2 separate regions of the Zea mays genome follow, and region 1 is linked to region 2. A link is a contact called in public Hi-C data. All regions are on one chromosome and are shown on one strand. The core of a region is the stretch at or near the end of the contact, and the rest is flanking DNA. Distances in the headings are between cores, read along the strand shown. Region 1 holds the start of LOC100276857 (U3 snoRNP-associated protein-like EMB2271). Region 2 holds the start of LOC103626044 (probable glutathione S-transferase MSR-1).

Region 1 (4,524 bases), core at 1,453-3,952, 140 kb after region 2:
TGACTCTACGCGCGCAGTCGGCACTGTTCACTTTTGCAGTCGACCGTTGGCGCTATAGCCGTTACTCCGCTTGGCGCACCGGACAGTCCGGTGAATTATAGCGGAGAGGCTTCCCAGATTCCCGAAGGTGACAAGTTCGGAGTTTATCTCCCTAGTGCACTGAACACTGTCCGGTGGTGCACCGGACACTGTCCGGTGGTGCACCGGACAATCCGGTGCGCCAGACCAGGGCAGCCTTCGGTTGTCTTTTGCTCTTTTTATTTAAACCCTTTCTTGGACTTTTTATTGGTTTGTGTTGAACCTTTGGCACCTGTAGAACTTCTAATCTAGAGCAAACTAGTTAGTCCAATTATTTGTGTTGGGCAATTCAACCACCAAAATCAATTAGGAAAATGTTTTAGCCTATTTCCCTTTCACAGGGCACCAAGCCTACCCCTCAAGCAGATCACCCTACCCGTCACGTTTGGCGATGTAACACCCCATCCATTCTCGGACCGACAGTACTTACTCCTGACAACCCTCTAGGATCATAGACCATCCCCATAAACCAACATGAGTCTTTTGTGTGCACTGTGTCCTCACTCGTACGCACCCGGGAAAACTTCTCGGTCGGTCACCCATCCTAAGATTGCGCTAGGCCAAGCACGCTTAACCCTAAGGTTCTTTCGAGGCAGGCTTCTAAAAAAGAAGATGCATGTTGTTTGTATGAGTACTCTATTAATTCTATTAAGCATTGGACTAAAATATCACAATCCACCCCCTTAGAAAATCGACATCCTCATCGATCAACCCCAAGCCAGGAACCTCCCCCTCTTGGCCACGTCTGTGTGTTCAGTGTCGTCATATGTCATGCCATGTGACCACTCTAGGTCCACATACGTCATGCGCCATATGCTCGAACCCCTAGCCCACACACGCCCGTGAAACCATGAGGATCGACTCTTATACCATTTGTAACACCCCGTCCACTCCCGGACCGGTGATACTTACTCCTGACAGCCATCTAGGATCATAGACCATCCCCACAAACCAATATGAGTCTTTTGTGTGCACTTTGTCCTCACTCGTGCGCACGAGAAAACTTCCCCGTCGGTTACCCATACCAAGATTGCTCTAGGCAAATCACGCTTAACCCCTAGAAAGTACCGCATCCTAGGACCTACCCTCTCGTCATCGAGCTCATCGTGGACTCGAAGCGCCTCTACAAAGCGTTCATGGACGAAGGAAGCAGTCTCAACATTATATATATTGAGACATTTGACACCCTGGGAATTGCGAGCTGTTACCCAGCCCCGCACCATTCCATGGCGTCATACCAGGGCACCAAGCCTACCCCTCGAGCAGATCACCCTACCCGTCACGTTTGGCGATGTAACGCCCCGTCCATTCTCGGACCGACAGTACTTACTCCTGACAACCCTCTAGGATCATAGACCATCCCCACAGACCAACATGAGTCTTTTATGTGCACTGTGTCCTCACTCGTACGCACCCGGGAAAACTTCCCGGTCGGTCACCCATCCCAAGATTGCGCTAGGCCAAGCACGCTTAACCCCGAGGTTCTTTCGAGGCAGGCTTCTGAAAAAGAAGATGCATGTTGTTTGTATGAGTACTCTATTAATTCTATTAAGCCTTGGACTAGAATATCACAATCCACCCCCTTAGAAAATCGACATCCTCATCGATCAACCCCAAGCCAGGAACCTCCCCCTCTTGGCCGTGTGTTCAGTGTTGTCATATGTCATGCCATGTGACCACTCTGGGTCCACATACGTCATGCGCCATATGCCCGAACCCCTAGCCCACACACACCCGTGAAAACCATGAGGATCGGCTCTTATACCATTTGTAACACCCCGTCCACTCCCGGACCGGCGATACTTACTCCTGACAGCCATCTAGGGTCATAGACCATCCCCACAAACCAATATGAGCTTTTTGTGTGCACTTTGTCCTCACTCGTGCGCACGGGAAAACTTCCCCGTCGGTTACCCATACCAAGATTGCTCTAGGCAAATCACGTTTAACCCCTATGTTCTTTCGAGACAGACTCCAAAAAAGAAGACGCATTTTGTTTTGTATGAGTAATCTATTAATTATATTAAGCCTTGAAATAGGATATCACCATCCACTGGAACCAGGATATCACAGGCGATCCCTTGAATTTGTGCACAGAGCGACGTTCGAGGTGGACTTCCTGGGATCCTATAATCCATCCTCGAAAGGCCATGCTACACTAACTTCATGACCATACTGAACTACACCTATCTAAAGCTTGCATCATTTCACAACTAGGAGGAAGGCCGGGGTGTAACTATTAAGAGGGACTAATAAATATAGATCAAGGTCCTATTTGAGACTGCTTCAACTTCATAAAATTTGATGAAGTTGATAAAATAGATTATTGGAAGCTTTAAAAATCGTAAAGTTGAAGTTGCAAGATTTTAGAAGACATTTAATAAATCACTTTGTTTTTTATTTAAATTTAAAATATTTTTTTGAAACCTTTATAATATACACCACATCATCTCGACGTTAAAGCTGGAACCAGATCAGTGCCAAACATCTCGAAATATAAGAGAAATTCGACCCAATATACATTCAGGGAGAAGCTCGGCCCAGACTGTATTCAACCCATCTGGCCCAAACGTCAGGCTTGCCGCTGCCGATCGGTTAAGCCCTCGTCCGGCCGTCCCCAACTCCAACTCCTGTTAAACCCTCGCCTTTCCGCCGCCCGTCGCTTCCCCCAAACTATCGTGTTCACCACCGACGGCGGCGGCGAAACACCTTGTCGCCCTCTACCGAAATCCCAGCCCAAGCGTGAGCGCCCGCTCCCCACCAGTCACCATGGCGCCGCGCTCCCGCAAGCGGGCTTCGCGCCCCAAGCCCCGCCCAGGCTCCCGACGTGGTGGCGGCGGAGGGGACGACGACCCCTTCTTCGAGTCCGCGCCCAAGCGCCGCCGCGGGGACCGTGACGAGGACATAGAGAGCGAGGACAGCGACGACGACGGCGTGGCTGCGCTTGGCCGCGGATTTGATGAGGATGGGGACGAGGGCGGTAAGGAGGATGAGGACGAGGAAACGGTGGGGGAGAAGAAGATGCGGATAGCGAAGGAGTGGCTGAAGAAGGTCACTGAAGTCGCTAAGAGGGGGCAGGAGGATGACGATGAGGATGAGAACGTGTCGGGAGGGAGACGGGTGGCGGAGATCCTGCAGAGAAAGCAGCTCGAGGAGAGCGGCAGGAAGCGGCGGGAGATTGCCGCGAGGTCAGAAACAAATTTTCCTCGAGTTATCTCCAGAATGGTAGTTTGTCAGATGTACTGTTTATGAAGTGACACGAGTTTAGTATATTTACCTGCTTCACGATCATAAATAGCTCATTTGTGGTTTGCAAGTAACCAGTTAATCACAGCTCGTAATTTCACAAATGGAGGAGCAGAACCTCCATTCTGTAACTCATTTGGGGTTTGCAAGTAACCACAATTTGTAATTTCACAATTGGAGGAATATAACCTCTTTTGGTTTAGGGTAGTGATTGTAGTGGAGATTGCTCTTTAGCTACTGGTTAATCCACCTTGAAGCAAATTACATTGCAACCCTGGCCACTGGGTTTGGGAGAGGGGGGGGGGGGGGTGCAAATCAGCGATAACAATAGGAACATCATTTGTGGCCCAGGGATTAATTAAAAGAAAGTGCTGGTCACTGATTTTGGATTGTGTATGCTATATTAAACATAAAGTGGCACTGCTGTATTAATTTTACACAACTCCTGTACATCAGGCGCCTGAGATTTGTGAAATTTCAGGTAATGGCACCTCATGACAGCAATGAGCGGTGGTTGGAAGGGGTTAGGGTTTTGGCAGGCTACTGGGTGATCTAGCCTTAGAAAGAAGCAGAAACTTGTTGGAGGCAGTTTGACCGGTGAAGCAAAGTGCCGTCAACAGCGGGCGGTGGACCTTGAGAGTTGTTAATATGGAGTTTTGAGAGTTGTTAATATGGAGTGGGAATGCTGTGGCCATGTTCTGAGGAGTGGGTGGGGGGGGGGGGCACTCACAAGTCACAGTTGAGCGAAGCAGGAAAACACTTCATTTCATGTTTGATTCAAATCAGACAGTTCATACACATCCCCTAACGAGTGAAAAAGTAGGTGCCTGTATTATAGCAGGTCCATGGTAATGGTTATAGAGTTATAGAACAAGTGATAGCTTCAATACTTTGAGGTACTGAAATTTACCAAGAAACCATAGAGTAATAACCTCATTTCCCACCTAGATGCTAGTGTTTTGCACTACGTGTTCGTTTTTAATGCTTGAAAGTGGCCTTAAATATTTTTTTATTTAAAGATGAGAAATTTAGTTGACATTAATCTATTTACATGATGAGGAACTAAGGGTTCATTTCCACCCCTTTCTTTAGCGTTGTTGGTTGCATTGAATGATTGAATCATATTTTAGTACAGGTGGGATCTGTTTCGCTAGTGTACATAACTCTGTTGAAACTTGAAACATGGCCGAAGGGATACTA
Region 2 (4,393 bases), core at 1,710-4,209:
TTTTGTTGGGTGCCTCATCAATATTATCAAATGGGACAGTTTATTCTCGAGTTGGGACAGCATCTGTGGCTATGGTTGCGCATGCATTTGGAGTTCCAGTTCTGGTTTGTTGTGAGGCATACAAGTTTCACGAGAGAGTGCAACTTGATTCTATATGTGCTAATGAGCTTGGTAAGGATATTTTATCGTTTATGCATTGCAAATATATGTTTGCACTCGTGCATGAGAGCTACTTGACATGAGTTTTCTTACTCAGGCGATCCAGATGTCATTTTGAAAATTCCTGGGAAGGCAGAGGACCATCTTAAGAACTGGGCAGACAGTGCAAATCTCCAATTGCTAAATTTAACGTATGTTTGTGAATTCTATACACCAGCCATTCCTTCTGATTTTATTCCCCTCGGTGTAAATAATGTTGCACATCTAATAGGTACGATGCCACCCCACCTGATTATGTGTCGATGATCATAACTGACTACGGAATGGTAAGATATACTTCTCACTATAATCAATCTTCTAGGTTATCTTTTGGATAAGTGTGCAAATGTTATCTTTTTGAACATAATGCATCTAGTTACTGCTGCCCAGTTGTTAGCAACAAAACATGTGCCCTTTTTGTTAGTGAATCTATTGAACCATGTAATTGGTTTGATCTGCTTGAACTGGTTTTATTAGGCGTCTTGTTCTGTATACATATGCTGCACTCAAATTAACCATAACAAACTCTCTGTATCCAACATCTTCAACATAGTGTTTTCTCTCTTCGAATATTTACTCACGACTTGGCACAGTTTCTGTAGAGTGTAGAAGCAGCTGATAACCTATGTACGAACCATCCAGTGCTCGACCTTTGAACTAGGCTAACTTGTTGTGTTTTGTTGCACCAAACAAATCTGCTGAGTTGTGTAGGCCCATGCCACTCTAAACTCCAAGCATTTACGCACTGACAGTTACGCACCTATGCTTGTGTTTGTTTCCTTAAAAATCTGATATTTGTCATCACATTAATTTGACCTTGTAATCTATTTATTCTTATATTGTCCTGAACTTGTTGGCTTCTGCGGTTATACATGGATGGCTAGTTTATTCCAAATTTGTTTAGGGTTTATAGATAGATGACATGTGTGCCATTTGATCAGTATTTGATTGTGTTGTTTCCTGTTGCAGCTTCCGCCAACTAGTGTACCGGTCATTGTGAGAGAGTACCGCAAGGAGCAACTATGGATATGACTCACTGCCCTACTGGCGTATGGTAGCATTTTTGGTGACCTTTGCCTGAGTGCAACATGATAAATGATTGCACTGCTGGCCTGAGTTTTTTTTTTTGTCTGTCCTTGTTGCCTTTTTACCAAAAGACGGTCCGTCGTGTTTTGCGATCACCTGTATAACTTGCAACTCTGAATGGTGCACTCGTGTGCCCTCGGACATCGTTGAGTCGATGGATCAGTGATGAGTACCATCCTTGGGCTCTAAATATTTCAATGGAATGCCACCTCCAACCACAGAGAAGGTTGAATATTTGATATGGTTTTTGATACTCTACGTTGAACGCTAATTTTTACTGTAGTACCCACATTTGGCAGTTTGTACAAGCATTAGTTACCAATTTACCGACCAATGTTCGTGTAGGCTGTGCCATTCGGGGAATTTGCTTTGGATCTTTCATTGACCGGTGCAGTACGTGCTCAAACAACAACACAGGGTTCTCACTCCTGATGGCAGGCAGCTTTCATTAGGCCAGGCCAGGGATCGACTGAAAATATGATTCCGGACGTTGTGAGTGTTCTGCTCTCCGAGTTGACCGACACCACCATGGCCACGTATCACAAGTGTAGTGAAGCACGCCACAGTTGTTTTAGATCTGGTTGTAAGCAAGGAGTAGGAATCCCATGTTCATGCCTTCAACAACAGGCCTCACAACCCTTTCATTCCAGTTCCAACTCCCATACCAGTAAATGAGTTCTCTGCAATACGGGTATCCAAAACTCTAAGGTCTCCAAACATCTAAGCTAAAACCAACATCTACACCAGACACGCGCACTGTTGGATCTCGTTTCATCTCTTCTATGAAGGTCACACAAAGAGCTTCAAACAGAAGACCTCATGACTGAAAATAAATTAATTAAGGTTCGGAATTTGCAAACATTTGGATTGAAGGAAAACTATACTACGGCATTTTTTTTGTTATCGTAGACCTCGATGGGTAATAAGATAACTAAAGTGATACTGGTATAATGCTCGTGCGCTGCGATGACACAATCATATTTGATAATTATATATTTAATATAAAAAAGAATTTATGGTCCATATATAAGATATTAAACCGAAAATAACAAATATTATACTCTATCTTAGCCAAGAGGCCGAGAAAGTTATGAGTTGGAAAAAAATCTGACCGCGCTTTTTATAGCTTGCTTGGTTGCCCATACCCATTCAGCTAGTGAGGTGATACATACTACGTGGAAGCGGTGTGTTGCGTTTGGCTTCTTGTCGTGTTTGGCTTAACTGGTTTATTATAGTCTATCTATGGTGTAACAGCTTATTAGATCCATGGTTAGACGAAAAGCGGAGAGGGTGTCAGACCTACGTAAGCACGTGACGCACGATTAACCTTGGAATTCACAACACGATATTATATGTCATTGACAAGAATCATAGCAAGACTACCGCAGCTTTGCAGAACTTGTATTTTAATTTGGATTTTTAAGCTGTGCTTTACCTCTCCGTCACACTGACATCCGGCGCCCGGCCAGCCTAGGAACATCCGGCGTCCTACGTCCACAAGGAAGATGCATGGACGGACGTTGAAGACGTCTCGAACTCTTCGCAGCGCCGCTGCCGGGAGCCGCACGAAGCTGCATAGCCTGACATTTTTTTTACCGGCATGCAAAGAAGCAAATTAAATAGAGAGAGCTAGGACATGCTCACATGCAGAAACGAACAATTTATTAGCGACGAAACAATCGAAGACATGCATGCATCGTTCGATGCATTATTATTGGTGCGGTCGTCCGGTCGATGATGACCTATCAGCATATGCTGTTGATTTCCATCAGCAAGAAAAATGGCAGCACCTCCGGCCCGTCCAAAGAGCACCTCGTCCTCGTAGCTCAACATCTAGCAGATTGCCATATGCATCATCTGCTCTGCTAGCTATATATATAGACATGGAGTGGAATCAAGAAGCCATTGGCAATGCAAGCTCCAGTCATCAGCTAGCGATCGAGCGTCCCGGCCCCATCGTCTGCTGATAATAAAGCACAAGCAGCTTCCAAGGGATCGGACTATCGGAGGCAATGGAGGGAGGCGTGGTGCTGCTCAACTGCTCCGTGAGCCCCTTCGGCAACCGCGTGCGCATCGCGCTGAAGCTCAAGGGCGTGGTGTACGAGGAGAAGGCCGAGAACCTGGCGGCCAAGAGCCCGCTGCTGCTGTCCTCCAACCCCGTCCACGCCAAGGTCCCCGTCCTCATCGTCGGGGGCAAGCCCGTGTGCGAGTCCCTCGTCATCCTCGAATTCATCGACGACGCCTTCTCTTCTACCGCCGGCGAGCTGCGGCTCCTCCCCGCCGACCCCTACGCACGCGCCCACGCCCGTTTCTGGGCCTCTTACGTCGACACCAAGGTGGTCGCGCGCGTCCATCCATCCTAAGATGGTCTATCGTCGAGATCAATATACCTATCTAGTCTAGGCTTCTAATAATCTAGCTTTAATTAATCTGCAGCTCAACGATTGCGCGATGCGCGTGTGGCGGCAGCCCAAGGGCGCGGCGGCGGCGGTGGAGGCGGCGGCGAAGGACACGGTGGCCGCGCTCAAGACGCTGGAGGCCGAGCTGGGCGGGAAGCCGTACTTCGGCGGGGACGCCCTCGGCTACATTGACGTCGCGCTGGTGCCCTTCGCGCCGTGGTTCCTGACCTACGAGCGGTTTGGCGGCTTCGGCGTCGCCGCCGAGTGCCCGGCGCTGGCGGCGTGGGCAGAGCGCTGCGTCCGGGAGAACCAGTGCGTGGCCGAGTCGCTGCCGGAGGCCGAGCACGTGTTCCAGTTCGTGTGCGGCATGAGGAAGGCGTTCGGCCTCGACTAGCAGCTGCTGGCGCCCGGCCGGCAGTCCGGCATGTACGCGCACGTCCGCGCCCGCGCGATTTTGGTGCACCATCGTGCACACGAACGCACGTTGATCCATGCATGATTCCGTGTGCATCGTCTCGTCGCAGCGAACTTGTCATTGCTTGGCTATTGTTACGCATGTTGTTTACGCACACACTCGTGTTTTAGATATTTATGTTTCCTTCTCATTTCGTCGCGGCCGTTTGGTAAACCTTTAATTTGTAGTTGCAATTTCCTTTTTTTCCCCGAAGAAACCGATGGTGCTAATAAAATAAATGTATTTTTAAGCAAAG

What was found. A called contact is a pair of places that touch in the nucleus more often than the background predicts.
Region 1: a contact with region 2 is called in a Hi-C map of ear, with 2.0 times the contacts expected there. The contact joins the promoter of LOC100276857 here to the promoter of LOC103626044 in region 2. A contact is called at or near these places in 2 of 25 Hi-C or Micro-C datasets (ear and tassel).

What each region holds. Positions count from the first base shown.
Region 1 is chr5:17,950,944-17,955,467 of Zm-B73-REFERENCE-NAM-5.0, forward strand. LOC100276857 (U3 snoRNP-associated protein-like EMB2271) reads left to right here and starts at 2,703. Exons shown (of 7, transcript NM_001150561.2): 1 at 2,703-3,266. The coding sequence starts at 2,848.
Region 2 is chr5:17,814,309-17,818,701 of Zm-B73-REFERENCE-NAM-5.0, forward strand. LOC103626044 (probable glutathione S-transferase MSR-1) reads left to right here and starts at 2,960. Exons shown (of 2, transcript XM_008646424.1): 1 at 2,960-3,620; 2 at 3,721-4,077. The coding sequence starts at 3,297. The coding sequence ends at 4,077. It overlaps LOC100304117 (translation initiation factor eIF-2B delta subunit), which reads left to right. Exons shown (of 7, transcript NM_001165599.1): 4 at 1-171; 5 at 257-350; 6 at 431-485; 7 at 1,168-1,523. The coding sequence ends at 1,230. It also overlaps the pseudogene LOC111589514.